Regions from separate parts of the Mus musculus genome. Here all the other regions are linked to region 7. A link is a contact called in public HiChIP or PLAC-seq, Micro-C and promoter capture Hi-C data. All regions are on one chromosome and are shown on one strand. The core of a region is the stretch at or near the end of the contact, and the rest is flanking DNA. Distances in the headings are between cores, read along the strand shown. Region 1 holds the start of Coq2 (coenzyme Q2 4-hydroxybenzoate polyprenyltransferase). Region 2 has its middle 11 kb from the start of n-TDgtc1. Region 3 has its middle 16 kb from the start of Gm36793. Region 4 holds the start of Helq (helicase, POLQ-like). Region 5 has its middle 98 kb from the start of n-TDgtc1. Region 6 holds the start of Hpse (heparanase). Region 7 holds the start of Nkx6-1 (NK6 homeobox 1).

Region 1 (3,388 bases), core at 461-2,960, 990 kb before region 7:
CCCACCCACTTTGTCACCTGGACGCTGAGGCAAGCTCTGGAGTTTGTGGCCAACCTGCAGTACAAAGCAAGCCCTTGTCTTATGCAAAATAAAACAGGTCCAGCCAGGCATGGAGGAGAGTGCCTGCAGTCCTAGCAACTGGGAAATGGAGGCAGGAGGTCAAGGTTAGCCAAAGACACATATGGGACCCTGTCCAAAAACAAACACCAAACCCAAACGGGGCCACGTTGGGGGTCCTGGATAGGTAAAGGCAGAACAAATAAGTTTGGCATTTGGATGTTCTTCCATACGCTGAAACTGTACATACTGACATCTAGATTAGCTGGAATTCAGTTGTATCCCTCTTCCTACATCTTTCCAGGGTTGCAGGTCAGGCTCCTAGTCTTAATGTTTCAGCACTAAGTCTGTTTGTTTGGCTTTTATTTCAGAATATAAAGCCCAGACTGACTTGCAACTTGAATCAGCCCTCCTGCCGTTGGATGTTAGACTATAGATGTGAGCCACCATATTTAGCTACCCTTGGATTTTGAAAATATTTCTCCAAGACCTCTCTACTCTATAATATAGCATTTCCTTTGGAGTACTATTTTTTTCAGTTGTTCGAACTCTGGAGACAGTAAGTTATTTTTCTTTTCCTGTGCATGACCTATACCTCTGATACTTTTCCATACTTTCCTAGGTTATCAACTGTCTTTTCCAGCCAGAAACAAATTCTTTCAAAGCTGGTAGTTTTCCTAGCTCATTCTGTCACTAAGGCCAGGTGACTTCATCTACAACTCCGGGCATCGTTTTACCAACTAGACAGAAACCTTGCGTGCAGACGGAGCTTATATTGTGTCACAGGTGTCAATAGTCCGTGAGCACTTTGATGAAAAAGACTGAGAAAAAGAAGGTCATAGAGAGGCTTGTGTGAGTTTACGTTGGCGGGCAATTCTAAAGCACGATAACCCGGCTGTGTTCAGATGCTCTCAATCTTTGTAACCGGTGATGAGGGGGAAAAAAAGCCCAGTAGTAACACTTTTGGGGTCCTTCTGGTCTGGCTCTGACGAGGAGCCTTGATTTCAATAGTCTTACTTACATGCCCCTTGGGCCTTACATAATTGGAGGCAAAAATCGAAAACTAATGAATGCAGAAATGCTTCAAAACTGCAAATCAACAATCAAAAGCTTCGTGAAAGCAAAGGAGCACCTGCTCACATCTGAATGGGGTAGGAGTGGTCTGGAGTTTGTGGAATGGTCTGGGAATATGTGATTATCAACGTCCGCCTCCGGGACTCCCGGCTCAGAGCGAGGGAAAATCTGCGTGTCCCTGGCTAAGGTCCTGACCGAGTCCCGAGGGGACTGGCCCAATGGGTGCATCGCAGCGGAGTCGCGGTCACTGCGGCCCTGCTCCTCAGGCAGGCAGGCTGTCGAGCGCAGCGCAGCCCAGCCCGCCCCACTCACCTATGGGCTTGTCCAGGCGCATGAGGCGCAGGTAGGGCTGCAGCGGGCGGGGCGCCGAGTTCACCACGGCCGCGGCCGACAGGCTGAGAGCTCGGCCCCGCTGCGTCCCGGGGGCCGGGGCTCGCCGATCCCGCGCGCCCGGAACCCCTGCGCTGCGCACCAGGGCCAATGGGAGCCCGCGCGGACCTCGCAGCCATGCGGACCGAACGGCCCGCAGGCCCCGCGCGAGCCCCGCGCCTCCCCAGCGCAGCATGGCGCCAGGCTGGACGCCGGTCGGTGGCGTCATCCAGGGCGACGGGCCGCGGGCAGGCATGCGCAGTGGTGGCGCGCGCGCTCCTGGAACTGGATTTACAGACCGGGCTGAGCCGTATGGTGCTAGAAATCAAACCTGGGTCCTCTGTAAGGAGAGCAGCAGGTGCTGTTCACCGCTGAGCCATCTCTCCATCTCCAGGCTTCTTAATGAACTCAAAAGGAGAGTGTTTGTTTATTTGTATGGAATAGTTCTACCATAAAAAGAAAAACTTAAGTCCAAAAATGTTAACTACATGGAATGTTCACCTTCTAACACTAAAAGGGAAACAAAAAGCCAAATCAAATTATGTAAATTTTTATATATGTATATTCATATATACATATACTCATATATATACATATATATGAATTTAAGTATATCTATCTATATCTATATACTTAAGGGAAATTCTTTACTCGAGGTGAACCTAAGTTTGACAGCTAAAAAGGATGCAGTTTCACTCAAGAACAACTTCATAACCAGGTGGTGGTGGCGCACTCCTTTAATCCCAGCACTCGGGAGGCAGAGGCAGTCAGATCTTTACGTTTTCGGCCAGCTTACTAAAGAGTGAGTTCCAGGACAGCCAGAGCTACACAGAGAAACCCTGTCTTGAAAAATAAAACAAAGAAAAACAAAACAATAACCAACTTTATGCGACCCTTGTTAATATAGTTGGCCGTTGCATGTTTGCAGGTACCTGGTATGTGTTATTCCACGGTAACCCCTCACTGACTGGCTCTGGACAAGTCGCTTATCTGGATTTTAGTGTTTTGAGATGGTGGTGTATCCTTTTCGGTGCCCTTCCTTAAAGCCTATGAAGTGAGTTCTGTGATCCTGGCCTGGCGCTTGAGGAAGGTGCAGCAGGGGGCGCGCTGGCCTTTGCAGTCTGGGAAGCGCTGCTGGTCCTTTGATCTTTTAGCTCCATCTGCTGCTTGCCAGTTGAGCTCCTCTACAGGTTTGCGGCCTTTGAGGCTCCTTTCTTTTCCCAAAAGTTGCCTCCACGCTGTTTATTTTCAAGCACCCTTTCAGGTAGCATAGGTGCCGCCATGCCAAACACGAGGCTCTTTCACACTTGCACACTATTTCCATTTGCCTGGAGTTCCCAACACAATATTTAAAATGCAAAAATCATTGCGAATGCTTTCTATTTTAGAGGGAAAGGATGATAAAGCTGTTTTTTAAAATTGCTTTTTTTTTATTTGAAAAAAATGTATTTTAAAGTCCACTAACTTTTTCACTCTCAAACCCATTTCAACTTGTCCTGCAGTGGTAGTAGGACATTATAAAAGTAAAGACTAGACTGAGTCCAAAGAATAGTTATTAGCATGAAGCAGGAGCGACCATGGCTCTCTGCCCTGTTCTGTTAACTCCATAGAGGGTCAATAGCAACCTTTTGCTTTTGTGACATGATGTCTGTGGCCTTCCGTGGGAGACACACACACACACACACACACACACACACACACTAAATAACTAAATACATGGAATAAATGTTTGAGGTTTTGGGTTTTTTTGGTTTTTTGTTTGTTTGTTTGTTTTGTTTTATTTATTTATTTATTTATTTATTTATTTTTATTAGGTATTTTCCTCGTTTACATTTTCAATGCTATCCCAAAAGTCCCCCATACCCACCCCCCCAATCCCCTACCCACC
Region 2 (2,953 bases), core at 333-2,832, 680 kb before region 7:
TAAAACCTTGGTCGAAGGCAGCTCATTTGGACATCGGGGATAGCTCTTAGCCACAATTTTACCTTCTACCTCATTACTTCTTAGCATGTCTTGGGGACTTTCTAACTTGGTTTGCTCATGACCGTCTAGGGGTAGCAACACCATTTTTGATGCCCAAGCTGGCAAGAATTTAAGTGTCTGTTTTTTTTCTGTAAACTGTATTTAATGGATGTCTTCTTCCAGTCTTCCCAGCTGAGGTGTGTGTGTTTCAACTCTAGCTCCTTGTTCCTGCTTTCACTAGATTTCCTCATCACCGTGTTCCAAGTATTTGTCTATATAATTGTCTCTTGTACTATAGATCACCCCAAAGCAGGACCTCTGTCTTTATGGTCATTTGTAGCATGTGGCATGAGATTTGGAACATATTGTTAAAGTAAATGTTGACTGAATAGACTAATTACATGACCTTTCAAAAATGTCAGTGTTGGGAGAGTGGGTAAGTTAAACGTGCAGGTGTGAGCATGGCTATGACATTTGTATTTTATTTTCCAATTGTTAAATTTGGAGCCCTACCCTGGGTAAAGGCTTGGGTGGGCCCTCTGACCTCAGGTCCCCTTCTCTTCTTTGACTTTCCTCTGTTTAAGTATCTGAGACTCTGGTCCCAAAGCTCACTATTTTATTTTTATTTGTTGTTTGTGGCTTTTTTTGAGGGAGGGCCTCATGTATCCCAGAGGTTAGCCTTGAACCTCTGAACCACTTCCCTGGGATTACAGGTGAACGCTGACTGCCATCCTAGGCGTCTCTTTCACATTCAAGAGGGAATCCCAAGCCCTCTGGCATGACGCTGAGTGAGGTTCCAGAAGGGCTAACTGCCCCTTGCCCAGGTGATACCCCATAAGATACGTTTAAACGATTGTTTTAAAGAATCAAAATGCTTACTGCATCGTGAAGGGCTGCCATTGCCTTTCATCGCCCATGCTGTTCCCCATAAAGTAAGGAATTATATTATGTTTGTGTGAAATAACTTTCTTTCTTTAGATGTTCAATGTAATCGGAGGATTTTTGATTAAGCATTCAGGGTTATGAATAAATAAGAGCCACAGTCCAGTAATCCAAGCGACCTCGGAAGGTACTAGCACATTAAATGGTCAGCTCCCCGGTGCTGCTTTAACAGCCGCTCCCTCCCGCCTTCCGCCCTGGCTGTGCCCCACCCCAGAGGCAATCCTGGTATTGCAAGCTTCAGAAGTTAGCATTAAAATGAATACTTTTTAATTTCTGCGGATGAGATGGGGCTCTGGGCTCTGGGACAATGCTGATGGATGATGTTTTAATGCAGCTGAAATGTTATTTTTACTGAACCAGGGAAAACTATAAATTTTGCTTCATTGCCACTGATGGCTCTATGCATAAAAGTATGGCGGCGCCCATCGGCCGTGAATAATCACCTCAGCACGGCAGATGTTACTTTGCGGGGGGAAAGCAATTCTTATGCCGAAGAATTGTGGAAAGATTAATTGTCTACAGCTGTTTCATGGCCCACAGCAATCTTGATACATTTATGATAAGTTTAAGAGCCCACAAGAGGCAACTCCTATTCCCTGTTGTGAGAGGTGGGCGGGGGACGGAGCCGGTGGCTTTATTTTGACACCTGGATTCATAGAATCTGTCAGCTCCATTACAGCCTTCATAGAAATCTGGCAGTTGGCAGTTCTGAAATGATTGTGAGTGAGGTAAGATGCAGGAATTATCCATAAGTAGATAAAGAAAAGGAGACGGAGAAGAATTATTCAAATTTGTGCAAATGAATTGCTTCCATTTTTCCTCCCTCTGCCAAGTGGAAATTGAACGTGACCCGCTCTGACCTCTCTCTATTAAGTGCGGCAAATTGCAGTAAATGCACCGTTCTGAGCGCCCTAATGGGACAGAGCCCCAGCAATGCCTCATTAATAAGGGGAGTTTGACCTTGCTGGTCAGCCCTTCATTCGATATTGAAAAGAAATAAGAAAAAGAAGAGATGACCCACTGTAAATTTTGAACAATACGTTTGATTTAGTTTGCATATACTCCCCGCTAGGCGTTTCTGCGACCTTTTCCCTCTCCCGGTTTCCCTTCAGCCACGGGTTAGCTGGAGTTCTGGGAGTTTACCTTGTAGCACCAATCTAGAGTGAGATTATTTTCACAGCGCAAGGAATGGCAGGCTGGGTGGATACCATTGGCCTCTCCACTCCTTCCCTCAGACCACACCCACCAAGCCTCCAGGTTTTCCCCTTCCCTTCCTGTTCCCCCTTTCCTCTTCCTCTTCCTCTTCCTCTTTTCTTCCTTCTCCCCCACCTTCCTTTTCCTTTTAGATAAAGGAACCTCAATAATTTGGAAGTGTGTGTGTGTGTGTGTGTGTGTGTGTGTGTGTGTGTGTATGTAGGTTTTAGGTAGATTCTCTGAGTTTTACTGTGGCTTTGTGCAGACCTAGGTGAGAGTCTCTCTTTGATGCAAGACAATCTAGTGCAGGGAGCAGAGCCTGCTGCTTGTTTGAGAACGAATGACTTGACTTTATCAAGCATGGGAAGCAGAGAATCAATGAATAAAAAAACCCAACATAGTACTGGTTCAAACATAAACATGTTAATTGATGAGATCAAATTGAAGCTAGCAATGCACACTGGAATAAAGATAGCTTCCTCAACAAATGGTGAGGAGTGCTCTTACCCTGTATCCTCACCACCATGAGTCTTTTATTGATCTTAGCCATTCTGATGGGCACAAGATTAAATCTCGAAGTTGTTTCAATTTGCATTTCCCTGATGATTAAGGACGGTGAGCGCTTCTTTAAGTGTTTCTCAGCCATTTGAGTTTTCTCTTTTGAAAATTCTATTTAGACTTGTACCCCACTTTGTAAAATTGGGCTGGTTTTTCGATATCTAGTCTTTTGAATCGTTTATACGTTTTGGAGATTAGCTCTCTATTGGATGTGTAGTTG
Region 3 (2,896 bases), core at 373-2,872, 730 kb before region 7:
GAGGCACCGGGAGGCCTCATGGGAAAGGATCCAACTGTGCAAGGCAGGAGCCAGGTTTTATGAGAACAATCCCAAATCAAGCCCTAAGAAACTGATGAGGGGAACAACTTAGGATCTGAACATCTGCAAACCCAAAGCTGTTGAGTAGATTAGACCAAACAAGAGGAGAAGGCGAGGGAGGAGCTGATGGAGGTGGTCACCTGACAGGACACACCTTGAACCATGCAGCTGAATTGGGTGGGGAATGGGGCAGGGGCTCTGGAGTGGCTTTGAAGATAGACCCATAGCAAGTTTGAAGCTTAAATTTACACAGATGCTGTGGCATCTTAGTCCCCATTTCTACCTCCGAAATGGAATTTCAGAGGCTGGGTAATTTACAGAGAATACACATTTATTCATTGCACAGCTCTGCAGGCTCCCAAGGCAGAGACTGAGAAGTATTGGGAAGAGTCAGGAAATGTGTATCTTGGAGAGAAGGTACCTCATTCATTGGACACTGTCTTCATGGTGTCTAATCTACTCAAGATCGTGACACTGACTTGTTCCAATCTCCAGTCATAGGTTCTGCCCCCCAGCATTGATGCATTAGAAACCAAGTTCCTAACACATGCATTCCTTTGAGACACCGGCAATCTGTGGCTTAGCAGGGTGGGGGGTGGTGTCCAAACATGCTTTGGGCTTTGGCAATTGCTGGAGAGAGATTGGGAAGATGTTACACTGTGGTGTGGTGACCCAAGGAGCTTGCAACTTTGCAGCCACCATGTCACCAGGGCATTATCTCCCGCTGGAGCTCACGGACTAGATCTGACATTCTTATACCCAATGAATCCCAGGTTACCCTGAGAAGAGGGGAAGGCTTTGGTCACATGGATACTGTCAGCCACAGGGGCAGCTCCAAGGGGCTCAGAGCTGAGCGCTTATGGGGACGTGGCATCCTCAGGCTGCAGGAATAAATCCTTCGGTCCTGAAATTAGGATGTGGGTGGTGGGTCCCAATCTGTTTCAGAGGGACTTGTTTTTTGAGAGACAACGGAATGCACCAAAGGACTTCTGGCTTGGGGACAGAGCTACAAGTCACTGTGGACTGTCAAAGCAAACCCTAATGTCCCCAGGTTTTAGGAATCAGGGACAGGCTTAGAGCTGAAACCAAGCCAGACTAAAACAAATGAGCTACGTTTCCAGGGGAGGTGCTGGCACCAGAGCTTGCACAGGCGAGTGCTTCACTACTCCCAGACCTTTATTTACGTTAGATTTTAGAATCTAGTTAAGTCACTAAGCAATATCAACCTGTGATCCTCATGCTGCTGCCTCCCAAGCAGCTGAGATGACAGACTTGGTGTCGCCACCCTGGTGACATTGCTTTTAGGGTGGAAAGGCTATACCTTAAGATTCTCCTCATACCCTTGGAAATAGAAACCTGTGTACTCTCCTCCCAAGATTTATTATTTTTATTTATGTGTATGTGCAGGTCTGAGTGAATGCATGCCACATATATGCAGGTGTCTGTGGAAGGCAGAAGAGAGGATCAGAGTCCCTGGAGTTAGTTACAGACAAGTGTGAGCCACCCTATGTGGGTGCTAAGATCTGAACTTCCTGGATAGAGCAGGAAACAGGAAGCCATCTCTCTAGTCCCCCGTCTGCTTTAAATGAGATGTGGAGTTACCCTTGTAATGTAACCACAACAACCTGAATAAAATGCACTGAGTGCTAACTGCAAGTCAGCACTCACCCACACCCTCTTTATGATCTCATCTTTGATCCTTAGATCAGTGTAGCTCATTGGAGAGACATGGAAACCAAGGCACAGTGAGTTGAAACAGCTGGCTCAAGGTTGCACAACTAACAAACAGCTGCAGACCCAGGCAGAAAGGAGATCAGAAGGAGGCAATGCGTTCTTTAAGAGAGACGTTGTCTCCACCTTGAGAGCTGGTCACAGGGGGTTCTTTGAGTAATAACATGGGCACAGTGGGCAATCCTCTGCAGAACTGTGTTGGAGCCTTACATAGACAGTCTTCCCTCTCCCTCCAGAAGGTCCCTCCTTGAGGGGTGTGGTCTCTTTGTGCTAAATCGGGAATGAGGGATGGAAGGATGAACTGGAAGGCGGAGTAGTTTTGGAGATAAAACAATTACTCTGTGTCTTTATTTTGTTTCCTTTTTATGTTTCATGTCATGTTTCCTTCAGAAAAGAAACGATGTATCAGAGTGATGTGAGGTTTAAGCGGCCACTGAACTATTGTACTGCGCTGCTCTCAACAATAGGGGCATTATTATTGGTATGATTAATCATTGTGCTGTACATGCTGGAAGATGAAAGAATAGGAAGGGTAGCACACACCTATAATTCTAATACCCGAGAAGCTGGGGCTGGAGGGACTGTGGATTCAAGGCCAACTTGGTCTCTATAATGAGGCACTGTAAAAAAACAAAACAACAACAACAATAAAAAAATAACCCAACAAATGAAATATAAAGAGGGAGCTAGGTATGTCATTCTCTCAGACAACTCAGGAAGGTATGGCTCTGTTCTACCTTCATAAAAGATAGACCGATAGATTCTGATGTTTGGCACCAGGGTGGGGGTGGTGATGGTGGGGTGGGCAGAGATCTTTAAACAAAATACTTCGTACTAAAGTAAAATAATGGAATTTCCTACTTCCACCCAGCCCCACCCATACTCTTCCAATCTTTTCAAGGCACGTCTTGTTTTTTATCGCCCTTGCATTAACAGGCCTACTTCAAAGAGCTTACCATGACCCAGGAAATGGAGGCTGGCTAAAAATGGAGGAGAGAGGACAAGGAGACATAAAAGGGATTTTATGTTCTTTTTAAGGAGTCATTAAAGTAGCATAAAATAAGAATCCTTGAGACGCATGTCTTGTTTAGATAGGACTCTGTCT
Region 4 (3,326 bases), core at 482-2,981, 870 kb before region 7:
TTGATTACAGTAGTAACTCTGAGGTTGTTTTTGAGGCCTGCTGAACAAAGGTCTTTGGTGCCAGAGTCTGCATCACGGTCCCCACATTCAGGCAGTTGCATATATCTCTGTTCCAGGTCATCAACGTGAGCTAAGAAGGAACTTTCTGTAAAGCTGTCATAGTCACCAAACATGTCCTCTTCGCTGTCATTTTCCTGTAAGGAAACAAAGATACATACATGAATTCCATCCTCATTTTAAAAAAACAAATGTCCCAGCAAAGGACTATCCCAATGATATCACTATATGCAAATTATCCTCTGAATACATATTATCATCACCAAACAAAAGAAACAAGTCCAGAGAGTTGCTCTGACTTGCCTAAACAGTACTGCTGGCTTATTATGGGATATCAGGATGCTAAGAAACATTTTTTTAAAAGTCAGAACAGGATCTCACCTTACTGAGGCTACACACTCCTGATCCTCCTGCCTGTTTCCTGAATGCCTCACCATGCCTGGTTTTAGGAGGTGTTGGGATCAAACCCAGGGTGTTGGGCATTCTAAGCAAACATTCTGTCAACTCAGATACATCCCCCAAGGGGTGATACTGGAATTCTAAATTATTTATTCTGGTGCTGCCATGTGAGCCCAGGGCCTGCCCCAGGCTCCGCTGCTGAACCTAACCGCCCAGTCTTTGGCATTTTAATTCTTAAACCTATGCTAAAGCACTTAAGAATGAAAGAACAGTAACTCTCTCCAAGATTCAATAGATGCTTCTGATAACTGTGGTAATTCCGGCCCAGGCACTAACGTAGAAGCTGGTCTGCTACAAAATCATGATTGTGCCATTAGACACTACAATGTTCCACTAGACACTACAATGAAATTCTGTTCTGAACTTGGAATTGAGACAGTCATGTGCACACTCATGTATGGTGGCTTACAGAACAGAGATGTAAACTGGGAGGTGATAATTATTTATTGAGTCACAACTTTAGTCTCTCAACTTCCCTGGACTCACTTACCGTTGTAAAAGTCTACATAATATGGCTAGTTTAATAACGTAACTAGCAATTAATGGGTCATCAATAAAAATGTTTTATCAGTAAAGTAGAGCCGAGCCATTTGGAAGGCTAGCTTTCTCTCTGTCAAGCCAGTTAATTGCCCCGTGAATACTTTTTATGACAGGGGATGGAAGGAGCATGTAGGTTTGACATCTACCTAGAAGTCGGGGGTTTAAGCAGTGTCTCCCAAGTGATGGAGATAAAAGGATAACAAAGGTGAGAGAGCGAGCTAAGGCTACTCATGATGTGCACCTGGGAAGAAGGCGGTTTCACCTCCCGCGCAGCCGTGCCCGGGGCGGGACACGCGGTTGCCACCGCAGCCCCTGGGATGACAGGACCGGGCGAGTCAACGGGGATGCGGGGACTCAGCAGGGCTGTACCTGGGCGTGCTCCGGGCTCCCGGTTTTCCGGCGGCGGCTCCCGGCTGCAGCTTCGTCCTCCGTGTCCTCGGCAGGCTGGAGCTCGGCCGGGGTCGGGGAGGCACGGAGGTTCTCCAGGTTGCCGCGGTTCCTTTTGCGGACAGACACCCGCCGGCGGATGCGGGGACAGCCGTCCTCCATGACAACGGCCCAGAGTCCCTGCGACAGCCGCCCTGGGTGCAGCCCGGAGCCGGTGGCGCCGTTCTGGAGACAGCAGGTGACCCAGCATCAGCTTTCCATCCCTCAGCAGCGCAGCCCCGGGTCACGTGACTTCCGGCCCGGGAAGCGCGGGAAGATAAAGGTGCAGTGCATTGAAACCCGGGCCGCGTTCGCGCCGGAACCTTTGCGTCGAATCCCGGGCAGACAGGGGAAGAGCACCAGAAAGGACCTGTCGGGGCGCTTAGGGAAATAGAAAGGAAGAGGAAGGGCGGAGAACCATGGCCGCTCTGGTTGCTCTGTGCAGTGGTATAGGGAGGAAGAATTTGACAACCGCGGCTGGCTGCTTCACGGATCGCGGAACTCAAGCAGGTAAAACGTCCGGCATAGCATTATAGCCGCTGATTGTCGGTGGGGTCCTCGCCGTTAGCAAAATGACTATTTCAATAGAACTAGGTTTGAGATAAGTGGGAGGCTCGAGTCATCGTAGACTAGTTTCCTAGAGCTGAAGAGGACTTTGAGGTGTAGTCAACCACTTTACCCCGTTACTTATTCACTTTACAAAAACCTATCGCCCCGACTCCTCAATAAGACTTTCTGGACACTTGTTGGCTGTGGTTCTCTTGCATCTGTTTCCATCCGCTGCTTGGACGAAGCCTCTCAGGAAACAGTTATGCTATCTAGGCTCCTGTCTCCAAGGTGTAGTCAACTCTTTTTTTGTTTGTTTGTTTTATGCTTCTTTGTCAATGTCTTGAATCTTTTTATTTCTCCTTTGGAATGACAGTACCATTCTGTTGTTTCTGTACATATTTGAATTTCAATCCGTAACTGTAGAAATGAGAAAGAATTTATAGGAGAGGAAGTATATATGTCCTTTATCCAAAGCCTTTGGAACCGCTCATTTTGAGTCCTATTATGTCCCAAATCTAACAGGTTGCTAACTAATCATTGAAAAGAATGTTTGATATTGTGCCCTTTGATTATCTAGCATCTTTAAAAACGTAAATCTTGGTTAGATATGCAGCGAATGAAAACAATTGTGTTGTCGCCATTTTCTCTTTAGTTTCTGTGATTTGGAGACGATGTTTTTCACAGTTTGAACAGGTAACCAGCAATGAGGACCTGGTAAGATTTCGTTTTCTTTTTTTAAAGAAGACATTATTTTATTATTTGTATGTATGTGGGGGAGGGGAGTTGTGGAAGCCAGAAGAGGGCATTGGATTCTCCTGGAGCTGGAACGAGGTGGTCGTGAGCCACTGGGTGTGGGTGCTGGGATTCAAACCCTGTACTTAGTAACATTAGGGAGTACTTTTAACCACTGACACCTATCCAGCCCCAGGTCCCCCTCCCCCCATATTACTAATTCATTTCCAAATTCAGCCTAATTTTTAATATTTGGAATTCAATTATAGGACAAAATAATGGTTATCTTTTATTGACTATAGTCACTTGTGTTTTGTAGAGAATTCCTAGATTCAGTCTGTAATGTATTCTTCTTCATAGATATTAAATATAAGGATACATGATTTGAGAATATCTAAATATAGCTTCGGTGGGTAGGATAATTGTAGGTAATAGAAACCTGACAGGCTACCTTGATAAAAGATCCAAATTCAAGTTTTACAGTAAGACATTCAACTAGTTGCTTCTTAACTATAGGTGTATTTTTATGGGTTTCAAGTGTGAACAGGGATGTGGGAGCCTAA
Region 5 (2,927 bases), core at 301-2,800, 570 kb before region 7:
AAGATCAGAAGACTGGCTAAGAGGTTGTGGTAACCCAGGCCAAGGTAACTGAGTGGGCAGAGGTGGGGTCTCCAGACAGCTGGGATGGGAGAGCCTTCACACTCTTTTTACTGATTGAATGGTGTGTGGTGGGGCTAATTGGAAATTAGTAAGGGAAGAGGATGGTAAGAAAAAAAATAAGGAGGTTAAAGTCAAAATCAGTCATCTTTTCCATCCGGATGTTTAAAATATATACTGAGGCCAGCCTTTGGGATGCAAGATATGGGGCACTAAAGACGAATTATGTTTTATGTTATTATACCTAAGAGTAAAGGAGACTTCCGGAAGGAGGGACCCCTTAAAAGCACCAGGGCAGAGATGGGCTGTGGGCTCTGGGCTGGAAATCCATGCTTTGAGGTGGTGACTTCTAAGTGGATGGAAAACTTTTGTTAGAATGGGTCAGGAAATATTTTAGACTATGGGGATGACCAGGCCTTTGCTATATCTACCTACCTCTGCCATCTTCGAACCATGGCAGCCACAGACAAAACTTAAAGAACGAATATGAAAATTAGATTTATAAAAACGGGGCGGGGTAGGATGTATCTTGGAAGGTTGTGGCTGGAGCAAGGAACCAGGGTGGGTGGGTGAAGAAAGCCAGTAGACTCCCAGTTGGGGCCGTCAGGGTTACAGGACTGCATAGCATCTTCTTGACAACACAGGAACTGCTGGAAAAGACACTGAAGCTAAACATGACTGCTGTGTGTTTCATTAATCCTACGGGAAAACCTACCATGAGATGGTAAAGATGGAGGAGCGATGCCGCAATGTGTGCTTTCTATGTTCCAAACTCCTCTCTCTCCATGGCGCCCTTGCCCTGGGTCTCCTATTTCTATTTATTCTTCTTCCTTCACTTTCCGAAGCTTCTCCCCCTGATCTCTCTCTCCTGCACCCCGAGGAGGCACCCATACCACCACCAGGTGGGTGAAGCGATACCCGTGCAGCCAGCCATTATGAGTAGCATAAACAAATGACAAATCTCAGGGCACAGGAGAGGTAACAAGAGGCTGATCAGTAGTTCCAGTTATCTTCCCCGCGTGTTTATTGCAGTCTGCTGCAGTTATTTCTAAGGGCCTGACATTGATCGACAGCTTCTATTAAGCCCTATCCAGGGCAGCTGGATTGAACAGATACATTAAATAAAGCAGTTATTGCTTTTCATTGCCTTTCTGTAAAATATCACTGCTAAATAGCTTCTGCCATCGCATGCAGTTAGGTACATGGTTTTAATTTGAGGGACTGCTTTATAACATTGCACAATTGACACTGGTCTTTGTTTCCCCTACAATAATGATTGTGTACCTCCTGCAGAATTGATGGGCTGTCCTTTGAGGTGGAGTTGGGAAGGAGGGGGGCCCTGCTTTGTTATTTTCTCTGTCTGTCTCTCTCTCTTTTATACATGCCAGGTTTGTTACTTGTTTGCAGCCAGGGCAGGAACAATGTCAAGGGAGGGCTCTTATCTCAGGATGTTGTAATGTAGGACTGTAAGCCTTCTCCCGGAGACAAGATAAGCACAGCCCTACAAGCACAGAGAAAGATAGGGGTGGGGCCGGGCACCCTATTGAGATGACAATGGGAAGCCATTGAGCACCTCTCGCGGCTCTTTCTCATGACATGGAAATCTGTGCATGTGGATCGGTGCATACAAGCATGAAAATAAAAGTCTGGAATGTTCACTGAGTAATGATGCATTTGGTACAGGATTATGCTGCCCAATGATATTCTTGTTTTATCTCTGGGCTAAACGCTGGAGCAGCTGTGTGCTTTGGCACCGTGTTCAGTCCCTCCTTTGGTGTGCTGCATATTAATCCTTTATTGAAGTAATTAAATGCGTGCTTAATGGCGACGAGCTGGCTGGCTGAACGTACAATTGAATTAGCAGTTATGATGGCGAACGTGCTGCACAATGAACTAGACGCAATTACTGTAGGCATTTCTCTCTCCGAGTCAAATCTGGCTACATGACACGACTTAATTAGAGGTTGTTAGATACACTAGTCGCACGAGCCTCTTGCGGGCGTGTGCTTTAGTTAGAGTGCCTGTCTCCTGTGCCCGGTATTCACCCTTCACACCGACCTTACTCAGACTCTTCTGCCGTGTAGACGAAGTCTGACATTTCCCAGGACAAACAGGAGCTCACAGCAACATCTTCAGCAAGATTCTCCCCGAAGAGTCTCACATCCCTGCTCCAGCTCTGTCCAGGTGAGTGAGGGGCGGAGCTATGGCAGGACCCAGCAGGCTTTGTGGACTCAGGGAAGGCATCAATAATGGAGCTTTTACATGGAAGAAGATCTACTCTTTGACTCTTCACTTCTGCGGACGCTGAGGAGAACCTCAGCTGCCTCCTACTCATCTGAGGAGAACCTCAGACTGCCTGGGTCTTGAGAAGCATGCTGACGGCCTGTTTCTCATCCCTTCCTGCGAGCTGACTGATGTGCTGTACACTCTTCAGTGAGGGCCTTCGTAGCTCCTTCTAAATATTAGATAACTTAATGCATAAAGAAATAAACTAACTAATCCTGTCCATACTTGGGAATTCCCTGGTGCATTTTGAAAAACGCTGATGGCAGCTGGACATGGTGGAGCGTGTCTTTAATCCCAGCTCTCTGCAAGCAGAGGCGGGCAGATTTCCGTGAGTTTGAGATTAGCCTTATCTCTATAGTGAGTTAGGTCAGCCAGGGTTATGTAGTGAGACCTTGTCTCTAAATAAATAAATAAATAAATAAATAAATGTCCAAAGCAAACCAAAACCACCACCACCAAATCCAATAATAATAATGATAATATTAGTAATAATAATAATGGTACTAAAACCCAACAAACATATGAGCAAATTACACCCCTATAAATTTAATTGCCTTGGCTAGATCAAGGTGGTTGATCCTAGT
Region 6 (2,925 bases), core at 380-2,879, 940 kb before region 7:
ACCTTCAAGCTTTGTAAGAAGCACCAACTCTCTCAAGCCATTACAGAAATCCAATGAGTCAGATTGGAGAAAACAGGGTAGTTGGACTACCAGACCCTTAGCCATGGGGATGAATCTGTGTGAGATCTGCAGTGATGCCAGATAGTGTGGGCTTGGACATGCGATCGAAGTCTAGGCCTTTGACAATGGTGACAGAATGGGCTGGTGAAGATGTAGTCAGCTGAGTGTGGTGGCCCTCAAGAGGCAGGGAGATCAAAAGTTCAAGGTCAGCCTTCAATAGTGGTTACACAATGTCAAAAACAACAAAGGACGTGGTCATCTCTGGAGGCTCCCAAGTTTAGAAGGCCTATGACTGTGCCTGAGCCTTTCATCTTGGGGACAGTCTGCACTCACGGAACAGGGGCCAGAGATGTGGTTCCTGCAGTTGATGAGGCAGCCTCCGCTCTGCACCCTCATCTTGGAGAATCGTGCCTCTATGGTGTTTTTATTAGCATATATTAATTATACATAATAATGGGGTTTCGTCACGACATCTTCAAATGTGTATAAAGTGTATTTTTGGTCATATTCTCTCCTGTCTGTCCCACTGACCTCTATCATTTTCCCAGTCAGTCAGTCAGTCAGTCTCCGGCTCCTTTCTCCATCTCTCTCTCTCCTCCCTCCACTCCTATTCAGTCCAGTCTACCCTCAAACTTGCTACGTTGCTAAAGATCGCCGTTAACTCCTGATCCTCCTACACCTACTTCCCAAGTGCCAGTCTGCAAGTGTGTGCCCATGCCAGGGATTACACAGCTCTGGGGATGGATGCAGGTCTTCTTGCATGCGAGGTACACAGTCCATTAACTGTATCACACCCAGCCCAGTAATGTTTAAATGCTTAAAAGGCAGCAAGATGAATAATGGTTCTTCTCCATAGAGGCTTTTCCTATCTTTTCTTTCTTCCTCTTTTAAATCAAAACTTCCTAACAGAGTTTAAGGGACACCAGCTTACTGGTCTTACACTGAAGCAAAATTCAAAGGCTCCAGACAAAGTGCTAAGGTTTATGACAGCTTCGTTTGTTTTGTTTTTGTTTTCCTCCAAATTTCCACTTCATACCTGGACCTGGCTGGTGCCCAGGCAACAAGCGCTGAGTAAATGAATCAGGAAAAGTCTTTTGAGGGGTGAGTGCACACAGGAGGGAGGCTCCAGAGAGCAAACACAAAGTTGTTTGAGCGAAGAGAGTGGCTGGCCCTCGCGAGTGTGATTGGACAGGCGAGGGGGAGCCGAGGACAGACGAAGGGACAGAACCTAGGGGCTGCACTTACCCCAGGAAGGTGAGGAAGCGCGGGTCGGTGGCCAGGCTGGCGTCGATGGTGATGGACAGGAACGAGGGACTCACGCTTCGGAGCGGCCGCTTGGTGTAAAACTCCAAGTCTACCACGTCGTCGGTCGGCGCGGTCCCCGCGGGGGCGCCCTGGGCCAGGGCACCGAGCGGCCCCCAGAGCCACAGCAGCAGCAGCCTCAGCATCCCACCTGGCTGGACCGCCCGCTGCCGGGAGAGCTGGGGCAGCCGGCGCGCTGGCTCAAGCCCCCTGCAACCGGTCCTGCTTCGCCTCTGGCGCCAGGACTCAGTACCCTCCCACAGCGCTCCATCCCTCCCACCCCTCCCGGGAGTCCCTCCCTAGCGCCCTCCCCTCCCCGCCCTCCCCTCCTCGCTCTCTTTCATTTCCGTGCTGGCTTTCCCCTCCGCCGCGGTCACGTCCACTTTTGAAATCATCCACACCCATCCAAAGGGTGCGGAGGTGGCCAGAATCCAAGATCCTCGGAGGCCTGGGGAGGGAGCGCCCGGGAGCCGCGCAGGGGTGGGACCAGCTTCCTGGTGTCCTGCGCACTCTGTCACCTTTTCTAGGTCCCATCCATTTGGCGCCAGGACTAGACCCTGAGTTAAAAGCCCCGGTTGAGGGTTCAGCCAGACCCTACCCCGACTCCCTTCTGCCTTAAGACACTGGTCACTTGAGCCTGCCCAAATCTGACCGAGCTAGGATGTCCTCTGCCCAGGATCTCAGGTATCTCTTTGTCGCTTGAAAAACCTGATCCGAGCATTGGCTAAAATGCAACTAGAAATCGGTCCTTGCACGGGGGTGGTGGTGATGGTGGTGGGGACCCTGTTTTTAAAGCAGTATTATGAAAACAGTATTTGGGAGAGCCTGCCTAAGAGTTGCTCTGAGGCTTGGCCAACCGCTAAAACCCAGCAAGAAGCCCCCAAGCAACTACCCTTGGAATCCTGAGCAACCCCTCCCCCAAACCCATCTTTTGCGGTTGCTGCAACTTTTGTTTTCCCTTGACATTTTACACTGGTATATAATGATAGCAAACAAGTGCTGAAGCTTGTGTGTGTGTGTGTGTGTGTGTGTGTGTGTGTGTTACCATGAAAGAAGCTTGAACCATGCTACACACACACACACACACACACACACACACACTCACACACACCAATCTGCCCAAGCATCAGCGCTAGCTGAACTCAGGTGTACAAGGCCAAGCAGATGGCAGCCTGTCTCTGCTGCTTTGCAGTCCCCTTGAGGAAGCTTTCCTGAGCTTCCAGGCAGCTGAGGCTCCCCAGTGTGAGGTCTCACCACACATTTCACATAGCACACACAGCAAGCATCCTCCCAGTATCCTCCATGTTAGAACTGTCTACACTTGTGATGTTGCTCATTGCTTGCTCACCTTATCTCTGGGCTTAAAAAGTCCTCCGAAGCAGAGATGGGGCCTGTGGGATACCCATGGCAGAGATGGGGCCTGTGGGATACCCATGGCATGCTCATACGTGGTACTGTGCTTGGTCTTTAGTAGGTAATCCATTCATATTTACTGAGTAAGCCAATGACACTTACATTTTTCCGTTTAGATTGCACCAACAGCAAAGCAATAAATAATAACGA
Region 7 (3,212 bases), core at 476-2,975:
GACAACAGCCTAGTTCTGGGAACCGCTGGCACAGGTCATTCTGGACAAGTGCACTGGGAGTGGGCGAGGGAGCTGGGAGAAAAGGTGAGCTGGAGACAACCAGGGAGGGTGTGTGCAAGCAAAAGTCTGCTTTTCTCGAGGAGGTAGATAGCCAGCTGCCTTGCCTACCCTCGCGGGTTTGCCGAAAACAAGGGTCAGACTACTGAAGGAACGGGCGAGCATGGCAGGAAGGAGCCAGAAAGGAAGGGGTGCGGAGGCCTTTTCCCGCTTTCCATCCATCTGACCCAGAGCTGGCCAGGTTCAAGAACAGCCCAGACAGAAGCTCGCTTGCTGCGCTGTGTTCTGTCCAGACGCATTCTCGTTGGTGGAGCCCAGGCCTGCATGAGCCTCGGCGAGCCCAGGAAAGCGCGAGTCCCTCGCTCGCCTGCAGGGGCCCAGCCAACGGCGTGCTGTCCCGGAACTTCCAAACTAGTGTGGCGGCCAGGAGACTGACCGCCCGCAGGGGCACTGTGTGCTTCACGACCCGAGAGCAGACTTAGAAGGCAGGGACCCACCCTCCCCTCCCATAGTACTCACGGGGGGTACAGGCAAGGCGCGCGTCCCTCCACGGCGGACTCTGCATCACTCCGGGCCAGAAGATGGGCGTCCGACCGGGCAGCTCGGCCAGGGGCTTGGGGTACCGGCCCACGGCGGCCACAGCCGCGGCGCTGGGGCTAAAGTAGAGCCCGGGCGGCGGTGGCGGAGGGCTCAGGCTGCTGAAGCGGGGCAGGCCGGCCAGCAGCCCAGCGGGCGACGAGGCGGCAGCGGCGGCAGCAGCAGCGGCGGCGGCGGCCGCCGCAGAGGCCGAGGTGGCGGAGGCGGACGAGGAGGAGGAGGAGGAAGACCCGGAGGGCGAGGCGGAGGGCAGGGCGGCCCCCGAGGCCACCGGCATAGAGGGCCGGCTCAGGATGTCGTTGATGCCGTGTGGGGTGGCCGCCGAAAGCTGCTGCGGGGGACTGCCCAGGGACGAGAGGCCCCCCGCGGCCGGGGGCTTCAAGCCGCCCGGGTTATGTGAGCCCAAAGGTGGGGAGGGCGACGAGGACGAGGAGGACGAGGACGAGGAGGAGGGGGGCCCGGTGGGCAGCGGGGGATAAGCGGCGGGGTAGAGCGGGGTCTTCATCTCGGCCATACTGTGCAGGGCGGCCAGGGGCGGGCTGCTGAGCAGGAACGCGCTCTGCCGAGGGCCCTCCATCGCCCCCACAGCTAACATCCCACAGCCAGACCCGAACCCGCAGCCACGCAGGTCGGTGGCCCCGCCGGGGCTCGGGAGAACCCGAGGTGCCGGGGGCGCGCGCAAGCGAAGTGTGGATCGGCCGCGGGCTCCGGGAGCTGCGCAGCAAAAATGTCCAAACGCCCCGCGGGAGGCGGCAGGGGCGAGGGCTGCGGGGGCGCGGGCGGGCTCAGCGCTTCCTCGGCTTCGGGAGTCCCGGATTCGATCCCAGGCGCTGGTCCCTCGTTCCCGGCTCAGAGCGCTCTGCTTCTCATCTTCTCCACCCCCGCGGGAAATCAGCAAGACGTACCCCGCAGCCGACCCAGAGAGTTTGCAACAAGGTTGGGAGGCGCGGAGCGTTCGCTTTGATGTAGGAGGGCGGGGGCCGGCTCGCTCGCCTGGGGGAGCTTCAAAGCGGGCGGCGTTCCGCCCGGTGCGCGCCTCTGATCTCGCTCGGACGCTCCGCTCTCCCGGCGGCCGCGCTGCTGAGTCGCACTCACCGCTCGCCCGGGGGACAGAGCACAAACGGCCGGCGCGGGTATCGCGCCCGCCACTGCCTCGGGCCCGGCGTTACTGCGCCAGAAAGGGCAGTCAGTGACACCGCTCCGGCGGCTGGGGACTTGGTGCGCCCACGAGCCTACTTCCCCTCCGAGCCACGCGGCGCCGGACTAGCCGGATCGAAAAGGATAAAAGAAAATAAACCTAAGTATGGAAAAAGTCTGACGGGCCGGTTCCGATCGTCCGTCCTCTTCTGCAAGCCGGCCGGGAGACCCCCCCCCGTCCCACCCCCTGGCGCCCTCTCTTCCTCTCACTCTCCGCCTTTCTCTTGCCTCTCTGGCATTTCTCCTTGGCTTTCCAGGCTTGGCTCTTCCAAGCCCTGTCCTCTGGCCAAACTGACCCTCTCGGCGGCTCTTCCCTTCTCTCCTCTCTCCCTCTGGGCCTGACAGTTCGGATGAAGCTCTCAAAGGTAATAAAATATTTGCACCCCTCCCTGCCTCTCTTTAGCTGGGGGACGCAAGGGAGGGGAGGTGGGGGGCCAAAATGAGAACTTTCGAGGACGTCATTCCGGGGCGGCTCGGCGGGGCGGGACTGAGGAGCGGGGCCCGGGTCCTGGGCGTAAACACCGCCTCCAATAGCGCTCAGCTTGGGCAAGGCGTCGCTCCTAGAACACGCCCACCTGGGAGCGCCACACCTTTTGATTGGCTGAGACTAGGGAGCCATAAGGACGCGCCCTCCTAGTCCCCGCCCCAGCTTCACTTGGGCGGAGCCAAGAGGGGAGGGGCCTGGCGAAAAGAGTGGTTCCAGTCTAGAGCCAGCGGCCGGCTCAACTAATCGTGCAAAATAAAATGGAAAGGAGAAGGAGGGAGCAGGGACGAAGAGGGCATTACTTTTTAAAGAGAGGAATAATGAAAATCCAGCCCTTCTATGGAAAAGCAGTTTAAGTGCGGCTCTTCCGCCCACGCCAGCTCGCGTCATCCTCCCCCAGCTCGCGCGCGGCGCCCACCTCCAACGGTGTCTGGACCCTTGCGAAAAGGGAGCTAATGGAGCAGGCAGGAGGCATATCCCAGGCCGACTTCCTTCTTTTGAAGGGATTAATTAAAGGCCCTCTGGGCTCTTCCAGAATCGTGTAAATTGATTTGTTGTTCCTTAAGCCCGTAGATGTTTTTAAACCCCTCGCAGGCCTAAGGGTCACCCTTCACCATCTTTCCGTCTCCTGCTCTTTTCTGTTCTTTCTCCGTTCTTGTCTTCGCTCTCCCACTCCCTAGATCATTATCACTTATGAGGGGGCTCAGTACTCTGGGGATGAAATCAGCTTAATGAGAATATTTATCTCCTGCGTGGTGTCTAAACCTAACAGAAATGAGATAATTATTTTTTTAAAATCCTCCCTCTATTATTATTAGTTGGATTTATGAGGCAGGATCACTAAAATTCACAGGACAACTTTAGATAGAGGAATACC

Evidence for each region. Promoter capture Hi-C pulls out the DNA fragments that hold promoters and counts their contacts. Hi-C and Micro-C count contacts between places; a contact is called where the count stands out from the background. HiChIP or PLAC-seq counts read pairs in DNA pulled down with a chosen protein or histone mark.
Region 1: a contact with region 7 is called in a Micro-C map of embryonic stem cells, with 1.9 times the contacts expected there. The contact joins the promoter of Coq2 here to the promoter of Nkx6-1 in region 7. A contact is called at or near these places in 3 of 39 promoter capture datasets (the 3T3-L1 cell line, 3T3-L1-derived adipocytes and frontonasal cranial neural crest), 1 of 15 datasets of contacts at CTCF or cohesin (large pre-B cells), 8 of 484 Hi-C or Micro-C datasets (adipose-derived mesenchymal stem cells, cardiomyocytes, embryonic fibroblasts and 4 more), 8 of 115 datasets of contacts at active chromatin or transcription factors (astrocytes, craniofacial prominence, embryonic forebrain and 5 more) and 1 of 9 other capture datasets (embryonic stem cells).
Region 2: a contact with region 7 is called in a promoter capture Hi-C map of second pharyngeal arch cranial neural crest. The contact joins the enhancer-like site here to the promoter of Nkx6-1 in region 7. A contact is called at or near these places in 14 of 39 promoter capture datasets (the 3T3-L1 cell line, 3T3-L1-derived adipocytes, the C10 cell line and 10 more), 2 of 15 datasets of contacts at CTCF or cohesin (the NIH/3T3 cell line and stem cell-derived epiblast-like cells), 15 of 484 Hi-C or Micro-C datasets (the BV-2 cell line, the HL-1 cell line, cerebral cortex and 9 more), 16 of 115 datasets of contacts at active chromatin or transcription factors (a beta-TC-6 cell line, craniofacial prominence, embryonic basal ganglia and 8 more) and 3 of 9 other capture datasets (adipose tissue, embryonic stem cells and pancreatic islet).
Region 3: an H3K27ac HiChIP or PLAC-seq map of T-cell acute lymphoblastic leukemia shows a contact between it and region 7, with 39 times the contacts expected there. The contact joins the enhancer-like site here to the promoter of Nkx6-1 in region 7. A contact is called at or near these places in 25 of 39 promoter capture datasets (the 3T3-L1 cell line, 3T3-L1-derived adipocytes, the C10 cell line and 14 more), 8 of 15 datasets of contacts at CTCF or cohesin (the NIH/3T3 cell line, embryonic stem cells, hippocampal excitatory neurons and 4 more), 122 of 484 Hi-C or Micro-C datasets (the AML12 cell line, B cells, the C2C12 cell line and 63 more), 27 of 115 datasets of contacts at active chromatin or transcription factors (PVALB interneurons, T-cell acute lymphoblastic leukemia, astrocytes and 17 more) and 3 of 9 other capture datasets (adipose tissue, embryonic stem cells and liver).
Region 4: a promoter capture Hi-C map of embryonic stem cells shows a contact between it and region 7, with 5 times the contacts expected there. The contact joins the promoter of Helq here to the promoter of Nkx6-1 in region 7. A contact is called at or near these places in 5 of 39 promoter capture datasets (the SN4741 cell line, cranial neural crest, embryonic stem cells and 2 more), 3 of 484 Hi-C or Micro-C datasets (embryonic stem cells, nephron progenitors and palatal mesenchyme), 5 of 115 datasets of contacts at active chromatin or transcription factors (embryonic forebrain, embryonic midbrain, forebrain and 2 more) and 1 of 9 other capture datasets (embryonic stem cells).
Region 5: a contact with region 7 is called in an H3K4me3 HiChIP or PLAC-seq map of embryonic forebrain, with 5 times the contacts expected there. The contact joins the enhancer-like site here to the promoter of Nkx6-1 in region 7. A contact is called at or near these places in 9 of 39 promoter capture datasets (3T3-L1-derived adipocytes, the C10 cell line, the SN4741 cell line and 4 more), 1 of 15 datasets of contacts at CTCF or cohesin (the NIH/3T3 cell line) and 10 of 115 datasets of contacts at active chromatin or transcription factors (a beta-TC-6 cell line, embryonic basal ganglia, embryonic forebrain and 6 more).
Region 6: a promoter capture Hi-C map of embryonic stem cells shows a contact between it and region 7. The contact joins the promoter of Hpse here to the promoter of Nkx6-1 in region 7. A contact is called at or near these places in 8 of 39 promoter capture datasets (cranial neural crest, embryonic stem cells, hippocampal neurons and 2 more), 12 of 484 Hi-C or Micro-C datasets (all in embryonic stem cells), 7 of 115 datasets of contacts at active chromatin or transcription factors (embryonic forebrain, embryonic hindbrain, embryonic stem cells and 1 more) and 1 of 9 other capture datasets (embryonic stem cells).

The regions. Positions count from the first base shown.
Region 1 is chr5:100,672,546-100,675,933 of GRCm38.p6, forward strand. It overlaps Coq2 (coenzyme Q2 4-hydroxybenzoate polyprenyltransferase), which reads right to left and starts at 1,711. Exons shown (of 7, transcript NM_027978.2): 1 at 1,444-1,711. The coding sequence starts at 1,696.
Region 2 is chr5:100,980,874-100,983,826 of GRCm38.p6, forward strand. No RefSeq gene overlaps it. Among named protein-coding and RNA genes, the nearest start is that of n-TDgtc1, 11 kb to the right of the region's middle. Within about 2 kb of position 1,583, at least 6 of the 459 cell types and tissues checked have an H3K27ac peak or open chromatin away from gene starts, as enhancers often do. A contact at or near this core is called in second pharyngeal arch cranial neural crest, where this site is marked.
Region 3 is chr5:100,928,194-100,931,089 of GRCm38.p6, forward strand. No RefSeq gene overlaps it. Among named protein-coding and RNA genes, the nearest start is that of Gm36793, 16 kb to the left of the region's middle. Within about 2 kb of position 1,623, at least 17 of the 459 cell types and tissues checked have an H3K27ac peak or open chromatin away from gene starts, as enhancers often do. A contact at or near this core is called in CD8 T cells, T-cell acute lymphoblastic leukemia and Th1 cells, where this site is marked.
Region 4 is chr5:100,796,869-100,800,194 of GRCm38.p6, forward strand. It overlaps Helq (helicase, POLQ-like), which reads right to left and starts at 1,732. Exons shown (of 18, transcript NM_001081107.1): 1 at 1,426-1,732; 2 at 1-194. The coding sequence starts at 1,605. It overlaps Mrps18c (mitochondrial ribosomal protein S18C), which reads left to right and starts at 1,891. Exons shown (of 6, transcript NM_026826.1): 1 at 1,891-1,992; 2 at 2,684-2,745. The coding sequence starts at 1,902.
Region 5 is chr5:101,089,496-101,092,422 of GRCm38.p6, forward strand. No RefSeq gene overlaps it. Among named protein-coding and RNA genes, the nearest start is that of n-TDgtc1, 98 kb to the left of the region's middle. Within about 2 kb of position 1,551, at least 21 of the 459 cell types and tissues checked have an H3K27ac peak or open chromatin away from gene starts, as enhancers often do. A contact at or near this core is called in embryonic basal ganglia and embryonic forebrain, where this site is marked.
Region 6 is chr5:100,718,087-100,721,011 of GRCm38.p6, forward strand. Hpse (heparanase) reads right to left here and starts at 1,630. Exons shown (of 12, transcript NM_152803.5): 1 at 1,306-1,630. The coding sequence starts at 1,508.
Region 7 is chr5:101,662,986-101,666,197 of GRCm38.p6, forward strand. Nkx6-1 (NK6 homeobox 1) reads right to left here and starts at 1,726. Exons shown (of 3, transcript NM_144955.2): 1 at 577-1,726. The coding sequence starts at 1,249.